2 separate regions of the Sus scrofa genome follow, and region 1 is linked to region 2. A link is a contact called in public Hi-C data. All regions are on one chromosome and are shown on one strand. Each heading gives the region's core, a stretch centred on a gene start, on an enhancer-like site or on the middle of the called end of the contact. The rest is flanking DNA. Distances are from core to core; before and after follow the strand shown. Region 1 has its middle 6.8 kb from the start of SLC25A38. Region 2 holds the start of XIRP1 (xin actin binding repeat containing 1).

The links. A called contact is a pair of places that touch in the nucleus more often than the background predicts.
Region 1: a Hi-C map of alveolar macrophages shows a contact between it and region 2, with 3 times the contacts expected there. The contact joins the enhancer-like site here to the promoter of XIRP1 in region 2. A contact is called at or near these places in 16 of 47 Hi-C or Micro-C datasets (adipose tissue, alveolar macrophages, blood and 9 more) and 1 of 2 datasets of contacts at active chromatin or transcription factors (alveolar macrophages).

What each region holds. Positions count from the first base shown.
Region 1 is chr13:24,020,328-24,027,307 of Sscrofa11.1, forward strand. No RefSeq gene overlaps it. Among named protein-coding and RNA genes, the nearest start is that of SLC25A38, 6.8 kb to the right of the region's middle. Within about 2 kb of position 1,699, at least 4 of the 83 cell types and tissues checked have an H3K27ac peak or open chromatin away from gene starts, as enhancers often do. A contact at or near this core is called in adipose tissue, alveolar macrophages and omental adipose tissue, where this site is marked.
Region 2 is chr13:23,875,445-23,882,498 of Sscrofa11.1, forward strand. It overlaps XIRP1 (xin actin binding repeat containing 1), which reads right to left and starts at 1,406. Exons shown (of 5, transcript NM_001143928.1): 1 at 1,257-1,406.

The DNA of each region.
Region 1 (6,980 bases), core at 449-2,948, 150 kb after region 2:
AAAACAAAAACTGATGTTCAGAGCAGTTAAGGGGCAAATAGCATTAGGGGCAGTGTATTAGTGGAAAGAGATTATGAATATGGAATTCAAATGCCACTCTACTCTCTACTAGTTGGCAAAAGAGCTCCCTGCAGGAGGACAATAAGGATGGGGAACTGTTCCTAGTTGTAAGATACCCCCTTCCACTTAAGAGTCTTTCTGTTGGTAAACAATATAAGAATCTATATTTCCTCCATCCGTGTGGTTAAGGAAAGGCATACACAGGGAACTGTGAGTAAGCCAATAATTGAGGCAGAAAAAAGTAGAAACTCCAAGAGCAGGAAGGACCGTTTGGCACAGGTAAATATGAACGACAACCAAATGGAAGGTACGAGAAGATGTTGCCATGTGATAGATTACCCAAAATCCTGGGAGGAGGGCTGAGCACCTAGAACTAGTCTCCTTGTCATCTGCCAGAAATGGGGATCTCTGGTTGAGCCCCGTTATAATAGACAGCAAAGCGGCATAATAAACCAGAGAGTCAGCCGAGGTGTAACCATCTTGAGAGAAGAGCCTGGAGGACATGGGGGAGCAGGAGAGGGAAACGGCCAGGAAAAGACTGTGTCTTCAAATTGTTTATCAGCCAGACTTCCAATGTCATTGAGGCCTGACCAGAGTACAAGTTCCGGTGTGCAAGCAGGGAACCGCCTAATGTGCAAATCTGACTGTTTCATTCTCCTACTTATAACTTTTCCGGATAAAACTCAAATCCTTTAACATGGCAGCTCAGGTCCCCAGTCTTTCCCTCTGTCCTCCTCTCTCGCCCTCCTTCCCTACAACCAGACATTTCCACTTGTTCGGTTCTGGGAACCTGACATGCTCTCTCTCATCTCTGGCCATTTATACTTGCTCTGCCTGGTAAAAATGGGCCCTTCTATTAAATACATACTTGAATAAATACATCAAATTGGAATCAGACCAGGCATAGTCTGATACCTCTTTTGGACTTTTCAGGTCTCAAGTAGCCACCTCCATTCTGATACAAAATGTGTCCCCTCCCCGGTACCAGCTGGAGCTCCATCATGATGGGGCTATATAATGAATTCATGGAGAAGACCATGGAAGGGACATGGACATGACTTCTGGGTTGTTAGCTCTCTGTGCAGTTCCTCGAAGAGGCAGTCTTTGCTAGGATCACTAACGCTTTCCCAGGTAAGTTCACACCCCTATACCAGGAGTGCTTAACCTGGGCTGGAAGGATCATGTGGAACTGTTGGCAAAACTTTGCTCACATGTGTGCATTTTCTACGAGGAGCTCTGTGCCCCAGCCCAGTTCCCACACCTCCTGCGTAGGTTGCATTGGTCTGAGAGTCTAGACATGGTGATCCCAGACTCACATGCATTAGGCCAGAGAAGGAACGTGGAGGCCACCTAGCTCAACTTGCTGTTTTTACAAATGAGAAAACTGAGGCCTAGAGAGGTGATGAAGTGAGTTTTCGGCAGAGCCTGGACTAGAATCAGGAATTCCTGACTCCTGGGTCAGGGCTCTCTCCACCCCTGCTTGCAGTCACTCATGGTGTCTCCTTATGCCTGCTGGCCCCACCATCTCCTGTGGACCAGAAAGGTGCAGTATGAGGGAGGAATTGGGAAGTGGCACTGCCTGGGATGGAGGGAAGTGGCACTGCCTGGTACCTCGAGGCTGTAGCTAGTGGGCTGCTGTCCAGTGACTCCTGAGGCCAGGAGCCAGAACCTGTTGAGAACAAGACTCGCACTCCCTCTAGTGGTGAGTTTGAGCAGAGCGCCTGAACAAGTGAAGGATAATGGCTGGAAAACAATGGTAGGTGATGGGATCCTGTCTTAAAGAGACAGTCGGAACTAGCTGCAATTCTTCTAATTTTATATACCTAAGCTGTCATTCAAAATTCTGCTTTGAGAATCTTGGGAAAAATACAAGTGTTTGATGAGTATTGGATTCAGTGTATTAGAGGCTTTACCCTTGACCTTCAGTTAGGGCCTCTAAACTCCCCATTTCCCTTGGAGGTCACACTGTACAAACAAATCCCACTGAAATCTCAGACCTATGGCAGGAGGAGCAGACATTATATGCTTGTTTTACAGAAAATATTCTTGCCTGCTTATTCCTTGATCTACCACCGTCAGCCCACTTTGTAATCTAAGGAAAGTGGGGAACAGGAAAAGACCGCCTTCTTCCTCGTTTTTCAAGTAGATGTCAGGCTTACATCGCTAGCTCCTCCTTCATATTGGGTAAGAGAGTATTTGACCTTATGAGGTCAGACTAGGACTGTCATAGAGCTTATTCAAATCAGCAGAAGGGTGATAACATACATTAAAATATGTTGAATCATCTCAGATTTCTGTATAATGAAGGTCTCCTACTTTGGAATGTCATCCTTCCCTTAAATTTCTGTCCTTGGTCCTAAGGATCCTTATCTTGCTAAACTTCAATGCAGACCTCATTTTAACTTTCACTGAATGACCTGAGGCATATCTTGTATTTTCACTTGTGGTTTTATAGTTAAGCAAGCTCGCTTCATTCCAAGATGTTCTGATGGCTTTCTTGAGCAATTGTGAACTTACAGTTCCTTTGGTCTCCCTCTCTATCTATAGTCACCTACAGGGACTTCTCCAACCACCTATGTAACTATTCTCTTCTGTCCCTATACGTAGTACCCGGAATCCCTGGGCTGATTATTCCTCCTTACTGTCCCTCACACTGCAAGTATTACTCCTTCTTCCGAAGCTGCTCCTTGCCTCCAGAGGCTTATGGGGCCAACCCAGGGGGTGCAGATAGAAGGCTAAGGGCAGTGGGTTTTCCCAAGGACCTCCTCAGGTCCGATGCTTTTTGCCCTAGAGAACGCCAGCTCCAGCCCAAGAAGAGGGCTTCCCCATTGACTCAACCCTTCTCTTCAGTTCAAATGGTAGAAGTTGCCTGCTCACCTCTTTCTCTGGATCACGAAATGGAGACACTCAGCTTTGTGTCGTCTTGCACAGTGACTCGGAGAAGTGTGTCTGCTTGCTCCAGCCCAGACTCCTTCTGGCAGGCCTGCCTGGGTGAGGCACAGAGGACCATCCCAGCTAGCAGCTCAGAGGGACTTTTTTTTTTTTTGGTCAAAGAGCAGGGGGAGGAGTTGAGACGCCCATTGGCGAGTCCATGGCTGCCTTCAGCGGGGTCTCTGTTACTGCAGCCCAGAGGAGCCTAACCCGCATTCCTACTGGCTCCCTGGACTGAGGCGCTCCACCAGGCCCTCAGGCACCCACTAGAGGTGTGGCCTCTCCCTGTTAGGGACTTCTTCCTCACTGATATGAACCTCCTAAATGGCAATAGAGTAAACAGTGGACACTAGAAAGGAGAAGGGGGGGAAAGCATTCTTGTTCGGTAGCTAGCATATACCAGTCCTTGTATATAGGGCTTTGGCTATCTTAATTTAATGCTCACAAAATTTCTTAGGAGATATTCCTTGTTTCTATCTTATAGATGAAAAAACAGATGGCCCAAGGGGTTGTATGACTGAAGTCATGTGGCTAGAAATGTGGGATTTAGGGTTGGGTCTCTCTGCCGGCAAAGCCCATGCTTCTTCACTGTGTCATTCTAGTTTCCCTTGGAGACCAACCCAGAGGGAACACAAGATTGGACAGAATTTGTGGTTGGGGCTGGCAGTGGGGTGGGGGCCTTCTGCTTTTAGTTCATTCTCATCTAAGCAGGTGCAACTTGCTTCAGACACGTTGCTTTCTTCCCCTGCGTTTGTTTTGCTCTCACTTCTCTGCTTGAGCCTGAGCTATTCACGAATCTGTTCTTGGAATTCCAGTTGTGGCATAGCAGAAACGAATCCAACCAGGAACCATGAGGTTGCATGTTCGATCCCTGGCCTCGCTCAGTGGGTTAAGGATCTGGCTTTGCCATAAGCTGTGGTGTAGTTTGCAGAGGAAGCTTGGATCTGGCATGGCTGTGGCTGTGGCATAGGCCGGCAGCTGTAGCATCAAAATGACCCCTAGCCTGGGAACCTCCATATGCCGCGGGTGTGGTCCTAAAAAGCAAAAAAAAGCAAAAAAAAAAAAAAAAAAATTTGTTCCTGGATGATGGGAAACCACTCAGCATATCAACTCACTGGAACCTGGCATGCAGCGTGGAGTCCTGGGTGACTCTTTCTTTCCTTTTCTCCCCTTGTCTGTCCCTGCAGGAGTATCCATGGTAGTGCACTTGGGACCATGACAGTGAGAAATGATACTGCCTGTCATATGAGTAAACAAAGGTCCTCACCAGTCATGAGCCATTACAGCCCCCTCCAAGGACGAGCCAGTGAGCCCTGAGGGAACCCAGAAAGGAAACAAAGAACACCTGCCATCCAGCAGCCACCAGACTGCAGCCACTCGCAAGGTAAGCCGTAAGGAAACTCAGGATGTGAAAACATAGGATAGCTGAGGTGCATATCAAAGGAATGACTTCACTGAGCCCAGGCCTTGCATCTTCCCACAGATAGAAAAGTGAGATACCTGGTTTTCTATTATTAGCAGTAATCTTTTGTTCCTACTACCTGCCCTTTGCTGCAAAACTCTGTCTTAGCTCCCCCTTGCCTCCTGGGAGCAGTTTTCTCAGGGTTACTGAGAAGAGCTTGATATTTTCAGTGGATGAAGAGGAAGTTTTTCCCATGTTGGTGGTGTGGTTTATAGCTTCTATATGATAATGAACATAAATGCCACATCACCCAGATTGCTTTATGGCCCCTTTCTTCTACTGCCCCTGATATCTCAGCCCTTGAAGTAGAATCCCAGGACCCCCACTCTGGCAGCCCCTCCCCTCAAAGGGCCCTCCACACCTTTCTTGGAGACTAGCCTACCAGCCTCCCCCCCAGCCTGCTCATTCTCAGGCCAAGGTCACTGGCAAGGAAGGAAGAAAGGTATTTCTCTCTTGCAAAGCCCAAAGCAGTGACAGGACTGTCCTCTTTGCTGAAGCTTCTGGTAAAGCCATTAGAACTCTTTTTTTCCCTTTCTGTGTGCCCACTGCTGACCAAGGGCACAGAGGGTGACTTCCACTGTTGAGAGCAGTGCCTGCCCTGGGAGACTTTTTTTTTCTTTTTCTGTTTTTTTAGGGCTACACCCAAGGCATATGGAGGTTCCCAGGCTAGGGTTTGAATTGGAGCTACAGCTTCGAGCCTGTGCCACAGCCACAGCAACACTAGATCAAGCCACATCTGCAACCTACGACACAGCTCACAGCAATGCCGGATCCTTAACCCACTGAGTGAGGCCAGGGATTGAACATGCATCTTCATGGATACTTGTCAGATTCATTTCTACTGCACCACGATGGGAACTACCAGCACTGGGAGATTCTTAAGGCTTAGTGTTTGGGGCTGGAAGGAGTGCTTATATGGAGAGGTGCCTCTACTGGCTATAGGATAGAGGCCATTATAACACAGCCATGTACCTCTCTGGGAGGCCCAGATCACAAAGGGGCTTATGAAGATGGAGGGGAGGGGCTGTGGCAGCAGATGGTGCTTGCTCTCCCCCTCCTGACTCCCTCCTGGCTTCCAAAGGGCAAAAGCAGGCTCATTGCTTTGACAAGAATAGAGGAGACTTAAATATTTCCAGAGGCAGCTCTGGCTCCAAGCAGACAGGAAAGGTCTCTCTGAACTAGTTTTCCTGGAAGCACCGGTGGGGGCAGGAGGGAGCATCTCCCTTGTGTGCTCCTCGCCATCCCAGTCATCTTCTTCCAAAAGAAGTGACACAGGTGCCAGGCACCGTAAAGCTTATCTCAGAGGACGGGAAACCAAAGCTTCCTTTGTAGCAGACTCTGTCTCTCCCATTCATCTCCAGCTTCCAATGTTTACTCCGGCCCTTTCCTTCTTGGGTGGTAGAAATGCCTCCAGATGTCAATGCTTGTTGTGCACAGTTCTAAGAGGGCGTCCTGTGGGAGCTCTCCTGAGGTGCAGCAGGTTAAGAATCCTGCGTTGTTTCTGAGTCCGGTGGGGTGGGTTAAGGATCCGTTGTCCTCACAACTGTGGCATAGGTCTCAGCTGCAATTCGTATTCCATCCCTCCCCGGGGGAGCTCCATATACAGCAGATGTGGCCAAAAAAGAAGAAAAAAAATGGGAGTCATATATGCCAACTGACATGTGTGTATTTCTCCCTGGATAGAGTGTCTGTGGTCACTGAGATGGGAAAGCATCATGCAGCATTTACACCCAACTCAGAAAAAAGAAAAAGGACCAGACTGGATTGAGAGACTCAGTGTGTAACTGCAGTGGGAGGAAGTAAGGTCACAGAAGCAAAATCACCTTCCACCAGCTGCAAACATGTCAGGGAAGTCTTGCCTGATGTTAACGACCCAGTTTTGAACTGAAGTCACACAGCATGTTTCTACCAGATATTTTTCCTCTTATTTTTAATTCACTCCTCTAAGTTCAATCATTAAGGCAGCATTGCTCCAAAACCTGCACTCATGTGCTGATGAGCAATGGCAACTGGAAAAAAAAAAAAAAAAAAAAAGCACAACCTGAAAGTTGAGAATTATGTTTATTCAGCAGAAAAACTGAGGACTTTAGCCTGGAAGACAGCCTTTCAGACAACTCCAAGGGACTGCGGGGAAGAGTTTAGGGAGGAGCTAGGATACATAGGAGTTTTGCAATAAAAACCAGGTCATTGGAAAGTCCAAAGATTACTATTAAAGAAAAGCAGACATCTCAAGTTAATGAATGGAATGTGTTTCTATGTATGGGAAAAATGTAAGAGTTGAGGTTCATTGAAATTATTCCTTTGATATGCACCTTTACTATTTAGGGCCAGTATCCTGCTTTTCTTCATCTGGAACCTCCTGAAGGTACACAATTGAGGGCCGCTGCACTGGCTGCAGGCTTGAGGACCGAAATATCCTTTGTTAACTTGACATGGCTGGCAGCACTTTTTACCCACAGTAATGCTCCTTTCACAAAATCTTGTATATTTCTGCATCCTCAGGGACTTGGGGGGAGGATTGAGGGGA
Region 2 (7,054 bases), core at 156-2,655:
GAGGGTGAACCCTAAAGCCAGCAGCCCGAGTCTCGCCACAAACTCTGGGTAGTTCCTTTAGTGTCTGCGTTCTCAGGAGGATCCCCTGCCAAAGAGAAACCTCGACTGTCCCCGTTTCCTCCCTGTCCTGTCTCCATTGTGGTCTGAGCAGATGGCATGTACAGGCCATCAGCCTCACCCCACTCCCACCCTCAGGAATCTCCAGAATCCCTGCTATGGGCATACATCGTCAGAATCACACTACAAGGATGGCAGACCTGAGGACCCTCAGAGGTCACTGAGCCCTGCCACCCCACCCCTCATTGTTCGGATGGGGAAACAGGCCCCAAGAGGGGAAGGAGCTGACCTAGGAGGCTCCGCCAAGTGGTAGTAAGACCTCCCTACCCCATCCATCTGCCCTGAGTTTCCTGGGGCTTCAAAAGCAGAGGCAGGGGTTGGGTGAGGGCAGAACTCAGAAATGGAACCAGACTTAGGGCAGGGTCTGAGCCCCAAGTGGTGGCCCTGAGCTCAGCTTCTTAGGGCTGGGCCAGCCTCCTAGGGTGACCCCCACTTTTGCCCCTAGGTCTGCTTTTTTCAGCCCAGCCCCCTCCATGCCTCTCTATACCTGGGCAGACTCAGATCTGCTCCCCCCCCGCCCCCTGCACGCCCCCAGGGTTTTCCCCAAGGGTTTTCCCACTGGGCAACATGATGATCTGCATCCCACCCCAGGTCCTGGGCCATGATATGTGGGGAGCTGGGCTCAGGCCGGCCCTGGGGAAGCATTCCTGGGGCCAGATATGCCAAGACTTTCTCTAGCAACAGCTGGGCACAGGGCTGGTCCTGGCAGTGCCGAGTCCGGCCTGCTTCCCACTCTCCAGCCCCCATGTCCTCCCCCGCCTCCTCTGTCCACTTTCTTCCAGACACTGGGCCTCACTGGGGCTTCCCTGGAAAGAAGCCCTGAAGCCTGAGGAGCGCCATACCTGTATTTTAAAAATTGTAACTTCAGACTGCCTCCTCCTGAAAGCCTTTGTGGATTAGGCCAGACTGGCTGGAACCTACCCCTCTGCCGGCTTCAGGCCCTTGGCAGTCACCCCGAGAGCCCCTGTGGGGCTCATGGTAACTCTCCCTTAACTTCCTCGTGTATCCTTTCTTTCAGACCCGTCTACTCACCCGCCTTTCGGTGTGTGGCCCCTAATAATACTAGCCTGAGAGGGTCCAGAGGGGTCCTAGCCTGGAGAGCCAGCCTTGCTAGGAGAGACAAGGGGCCAGTTACTTACCTGAGGGTCCTGTTTGGCTGATGGGGGTGTGGGGTCTGCGGCAGGTGTGGTCTAAGGGTCTGTGGTTCCTCTTGTTGTTGTTTGGGGCTGGTTGTGCTCTGCTGGCTCGGCCAGGTGCCTTCTCGCTGCCCAGGCTCTGGGTCTCTGTCCTCTGCCAGCCCCAGCAGCTGCCTTTATCTGGCTGGTTAGGGGGTGGGCCAAGGTGGGGGCGGGTGGGGGAGGCTAAGTTCAGAGTATGAAGTGGTTCAGTTATTTTTAGGGCTTGTGGAAGTTACGTGTCCATCCCGGGAATCAGTTACATGTTTCTTCTGCTAGGGAGGGGAAGGGGAGTGAGCAGGGAGAGCTTCATTCATCTAGGTCTCATCTGAGGATCGGGGTCAATGACTCAGCCACCATGGCGGTGTGGACATCCCGGACTATTTTGAGGGAATGATTATGGAGGGGCATCTGACACCTGGGTGGCCCTGCCCTAACCCTGGGAGCCCCCCACCTCCCTACTCCAGACTGGCCTCTGACTCTTCCTCACGTGGGCTGTGTGTTCACCTTGCCAAGAGCCTGGAGGCCCCCAGAGGGCAGGCCTGGGCCCCTCCTGCTCAGTTCCCGGCCTGCTACCTCAGAGCAAGGCCCAGCCTTCCTCCTCCCCGACTCTCCTGCTGAACTAAAGATCCCCCCTCTCTCTCTCTCTTTTTTTTTTTTTTTTTTTTTTGTCTTTTTAGGGCCGTACCCATGGCATATGGAGGTTCCCAGGCTAGGGGTCTAATCGAGCTGTTGCTGCCAGCCACAGCCACAGCCACAGCAATGCCAGATCTGAGCCTTGTCTGCGACCTACACCGCAGCTCACGGCAACGCCGGGTCCTTAACCCACTGAGCAAGGCCAGGGATAGAACCTGCAAACTCATGATTCCTAGTTTGATTCGTTAACCACTGAGTCACGATGGGAACTCCCAAAGATCCCCCCTCTTATCCAGCCCTCGTCACCCCACGATGCAGGTGTATTCAGCCCTGAGTGCGCGTGGCTGGTTTGGGGGGAAAGGCATCTGTGTTTCGGGGCTTCTGCTCTTCACTAGGTCCCCGATTTATCAGAGGATTCCACAGAATGGTTCTGTGGCATTCAGAGCAGATTATCTGGGTCCTTGTTTACTTTCAGGCTCTTGCCTCTGACTCAGGGGCCAGGCTTTCTGGGAATGGGGTGGGGGGAGGGGTGGCACACAGTGCTGACTCTGGGGTTATTTCTGACCCTGGAGTCATCAGCTTCCCAGTCACAGACAAAGTGACGGGGGCAGTGGGAGGGTGTCATGCCTGCCCCTCCTTTGCTGCCAAAGGGGCTTAGTGGGCAGAGAGATCCTGACCTTTAGGCCGAGAAGGGGTCAGTGTGGTGAGGGGCATCAGGGGACCACGAAGAGCACACGTGAAGGAGGCATATGGCCCAGGCTCCATGTTGAAGGCCAGGCAGGTGCATTCTGCTACCTGGCAGGACAGGGGCTTCCTTCTGACATCCCACCTGCCTCTGGTGCCAGGGAGTGCTGCCGGTCTCTGCTCACTCTTTCCATTGAGTCAATGTCAGGAGGGCAACATTGGCCTGGGGGTGGAGAGAGGGGCATCTGGGAGCCCTGCTCCCTGGCCTCCTCCCTCTTCCTGCTTTTCCTGCCCCTCTGTCTGCTCCCCCAGGCTCCTGGCTCTCCCTGGGGAAGGCTGGGAGAGAGGAGACCTAGGGCCTGCCTTCTAGGATGGAGAAGGTTTCATGAGAGTGCTTATTAGCACAGTGCATGTGCTGTGGAGGTGCCTGCTGTTATTACTTATGTAAGAAAAGGAAAGCACCCAGGTGGAAGCCACTTTTGTACTCACCTCAACTCTTTTCTGAGCAGAAATTTCTCAGGCCTCAATATTAAGAAAGAGGCTTTTCCTGACCACCTGGTTTTATCTAATACAACTGTGCTGTCCAGGACAGTTGCTACCAGCCACATCTGACTAGATAGGTTAAATGAAATAAAATGAAAAATCCTATTCCTCCATCACACTAGCCACATTTAAAGTTATCTGTAGAGACATGTGCCTGATAACCACTATGTTTTACCGTGCAAAACCTTTCCATCATTATGGAAAATTCTATTTGATAGTACTCCTATAGGCCCTGAAAATCTCATAACGGATAGTGTTTCTCTCTTTGCCTTGGCTCTGAGGAAGCTCTGAGCTAAATTTTCAGTCTTCTTGCCAGTAGACTCTGTGGGCTGCATCCTGTGTAATGAGGGGAAAAAACTGTCCCTGTTACTTGTCTCTAAGGGGTTTCCCAGAACAAAGGACTTTCAGTTTTAAAACTGGGAAGATTCTAAGAAGACCAGGATGAGCTGATCCTCCTGTGTATAATGACCTAACAGTATCACATCAGCAAGGTGTCATGGGCACGGCTATTAAGGTAGCAAACCCGGCATCATTTATGAGTATCTTTGGTGGAAACGCTATATGCATTTATGTTTTTTAAGCCACCTCAAATCATTTTGGGAATGGGGCTGGGAATAAATAATTGCACTGAGGTTGAATGGCTGTGCTGATTAATTGATCTCCGTCAAAGGGCAGGGGTGCTCTGGGGAAGGAAGTTGTTTTTCAGCAATGACATCCCACCCTCTGGAGCTTACTGCTCCCCAGTCTTGAGGCATCTTCCTCTGTCAGTCCACCCCTCCAAGTGGGGCTCTGCTAAAGTTGGGGTTGGTCAGAAGTTTGTGCCTGTCTCCCAGGAGAACTGGCAGTCTGTGGCAGAGCTCAGAGTGAGTAGCTGACAGCAGACTCACCTGAAGTTTCAGGAGAGGCAGGATGCAGGAATGATTAAGAGCCAATTGCCTGAGTTTGAATCCTACCTGTGACATTTATTAGCTGTGTGACCCTGGCAAGTCACTTACCCTTTCTGTTGCTCAGTTTCCTCATCTATAAAATGGGAATAATAACAGGGCATATCTTAAAGGGTTGCTGTGAGGAATATACATTTATCACACACACAGACAGATACAGAGAGCACGTCTGGAACAGTGCCCGGCATATATAAGCTCAATTAATGAGTAAGTTCAATAAGTTTTTCCCTAGATTCCCTCCACCCCCAGCTTCTCTGGGTCCCAGGTCTCAGTGTGTCCTCTTGGTCCAAAGACGAGTGCCCTTCAAGGCACTGGTTGGCAGTCCTGGCTTCCTTCCATCTAGGAAGCAGACACAGGTGCCAAGGGACAGCCCCAGGCAGGACTGGCTGGGTCTGTTCCAGGGCTGTAGGAGACAGGTGAGTTCAGCCTCTTGAGAGTCATCTGAACCTAGAGAAGGGACTTTCTTCCCTGCTTGGGGGTCAGCTAAAAGGAGGGCAGATTTGAGAGGGGGAATCTCCATGCCCCCTGCCATGGGAGTGTCATGGCTGTGGCATGAAGGGCAGCAGTGCGTGGTTTTTGAGCATGGAATCTGGTGTCCCTCTGTTGAGATCAAATCACCAGCAGCTTGTCCCTTCCTATTTATACGACCTCTGAGGTCTTCCAGCTCTCTGTATTCTAGTGCCTTAGTTTGGGATCTTCCATGGGCAGAGCCTGAGAGGAGCATTTGGGGGCAAGTGAATTCACTGGGAGGGCAGGGAGGTGGAGAGGGGTAAAGAATTCCTGGGGGTGGGGGCAGGAGGAAAGAAGATAACTTCTGTGGACAACTGGGGCTAGATCCCCACCGAGGACCTTTGGAGAGCTGGTGTGGAACACCCCTCACCAGGGGTGAGGGAGCTGGGGTGTTCATTCACGTCTTCCCTCCCCTCCTCTCATCTCCCCCCCACCCCCGCCGGCATTGAGGGCTGGTCCCAGAGCACTGGTTCCTCTGTACTTCCTGTCTGCCCTTTAAATGCACATGTTTGAGGTTAGGACTCTGTGACCCTGTACAGGGACTTCCCACTGAACCTGGAGGTGACCTCTGGGAGTTGTGAGGGGATCTTGGGACACTGACAGTATCTGTGAGATGTTAATGCATGTGGTTGCTTTGAAGATTTACATCAGTGCTGTCCAGTAAAAAAACAACGCAAGCCACATAAGGCATTAAAACATTTTTTTTTTTTTGTCCTTTTAGGGCTGCACCTGCGACATATGGAGGTTCCCAGGCTAGGGGTCTAATCAGAGCTGTAGCCACTGGCCTATGCCACAGCTACAGCAACGTGGGATCCAAGCCACGTCTGTGAACTGCAGCACAGCTCACAGCAACGCTGGATCCTCAACCCACTGAGCAAGGCCAGGGATAGAACCCACAACCTCATGGTTCCTACTCGGATTTGTTAACCACTGAGCCATGATGGGAACTCCAAGGCATTTAAAATTTTATAGCAGCCGCATTATAAAAAGCAAAAAGAAAAAGATGACATTAATTTTAATAATACATTAATTTTTTTTCTTTTTAGGGCCACACCTGTGGCATACGGAAGTTCCCAGGCTAGGGGTTGAATTGGAGCTGCAGCTGCCGGCCTACACCACAGCCACGGCAATGCCAGATCCTAACCCACTAAGGGAGGCCAGGTATTGAACCCACATTGTCATGGAAACAATTCCATGGATGCATGACAGGAACTTCCGCAGAAGTTTTTAATTTGAATTCTGTCCCCAACCTAAGCTTGGAAGAGAAGTTTGATTCAGCTTCCAGATGAGGACTCAGTCTAGTTTCAGTCTTAGAATTCCCTGAGCAGAGAAGCCAGTCCTACTGTGCTGGATTTCTAACCTATAGGATGGTAGACTAACGAATGGGTGTTATTAAAGCTGCTAAGTTTGTGCTGTTTTGCTACATGGCTACAGAAAACTAATGCAGAATGGAAACTGGAGCAGTTGAGAGAGGTAGGTGAGGAGACCACGACTGTCCACTTATAACATCACCCAATCAGCCTGGATCGTGGCCCAAGCCTTCACTGCTGAGTGGCTGGCTAGGGATCCTAGGCAGTTGTGCTTAGTATGCCCAAGTCACCATCAGAGAGCCTCAGAGCATCTCTGAATCAAGAAATTCTATTTAGACAAAGTCAGGGCAGGAAGAGCCCACGGTCTTTCCTTCTTCCCATTTTACACTTGGGGAAACAGAGGCTTCTAGCAGAGCCTGGATGCTTGGGAGTAGTGAAAGGAGCTGGTTTTAGACCATCCTCCTCCGGAACCCCAGCTCCACCACTTCCCAGTTCTACAACTTTGAACAAGTTGTGTTCATGCTCTGAACCTCAGCTTTCCTGTCTGTACAATGGGAATGGGATGCTTTAGACAAGGGCAGGTGAGAGAAATGTGTTCCGGGCAGAGGGAGGAGAGTGGGCAGAGGCACAGAGGTGTGCATGGTGTGACTTGAGGGCAGGGTGGAGGGTCAGAGGGTAGAAATTGGTCTTGGGTGGCAAGCGGGGCCAAGTTGTGGGTGCCAGGCAAGGAGTCTGGGCCCCATTCTGAAGGTTTTAACCCACGGCAGTTTGGATCACTGGAGACTGGTGATGAGGACTGTCCCAGCAGCCAAGGTTCTCAATGATGAGGATCTTGGTGGTGGTAGACAGGAGAGGAGAGTCTGGGTCTGAGGGATTCTGAGGGAGGAGAATAGACAGGGCATAAAAGAGCTAAAAGATGCCTGAGTGTCTGGATTATGGTTTGAGGCAGCAGACTGACAGCTATTCAGTGTACTTGGCCATGAGCAGAGGGAGCACTGAGGAGTGGTGCCCAGCCTCCTGGCTTGGGGAAGTGAGTGGGTGGGAATATGCCATTCCCTAGGCTGGGTGATGGGAATGGGGCGAAGGGCAGAGAAGAAGATCACAGGACTTTGGACAAGATGAGCCTGAGGTGCAG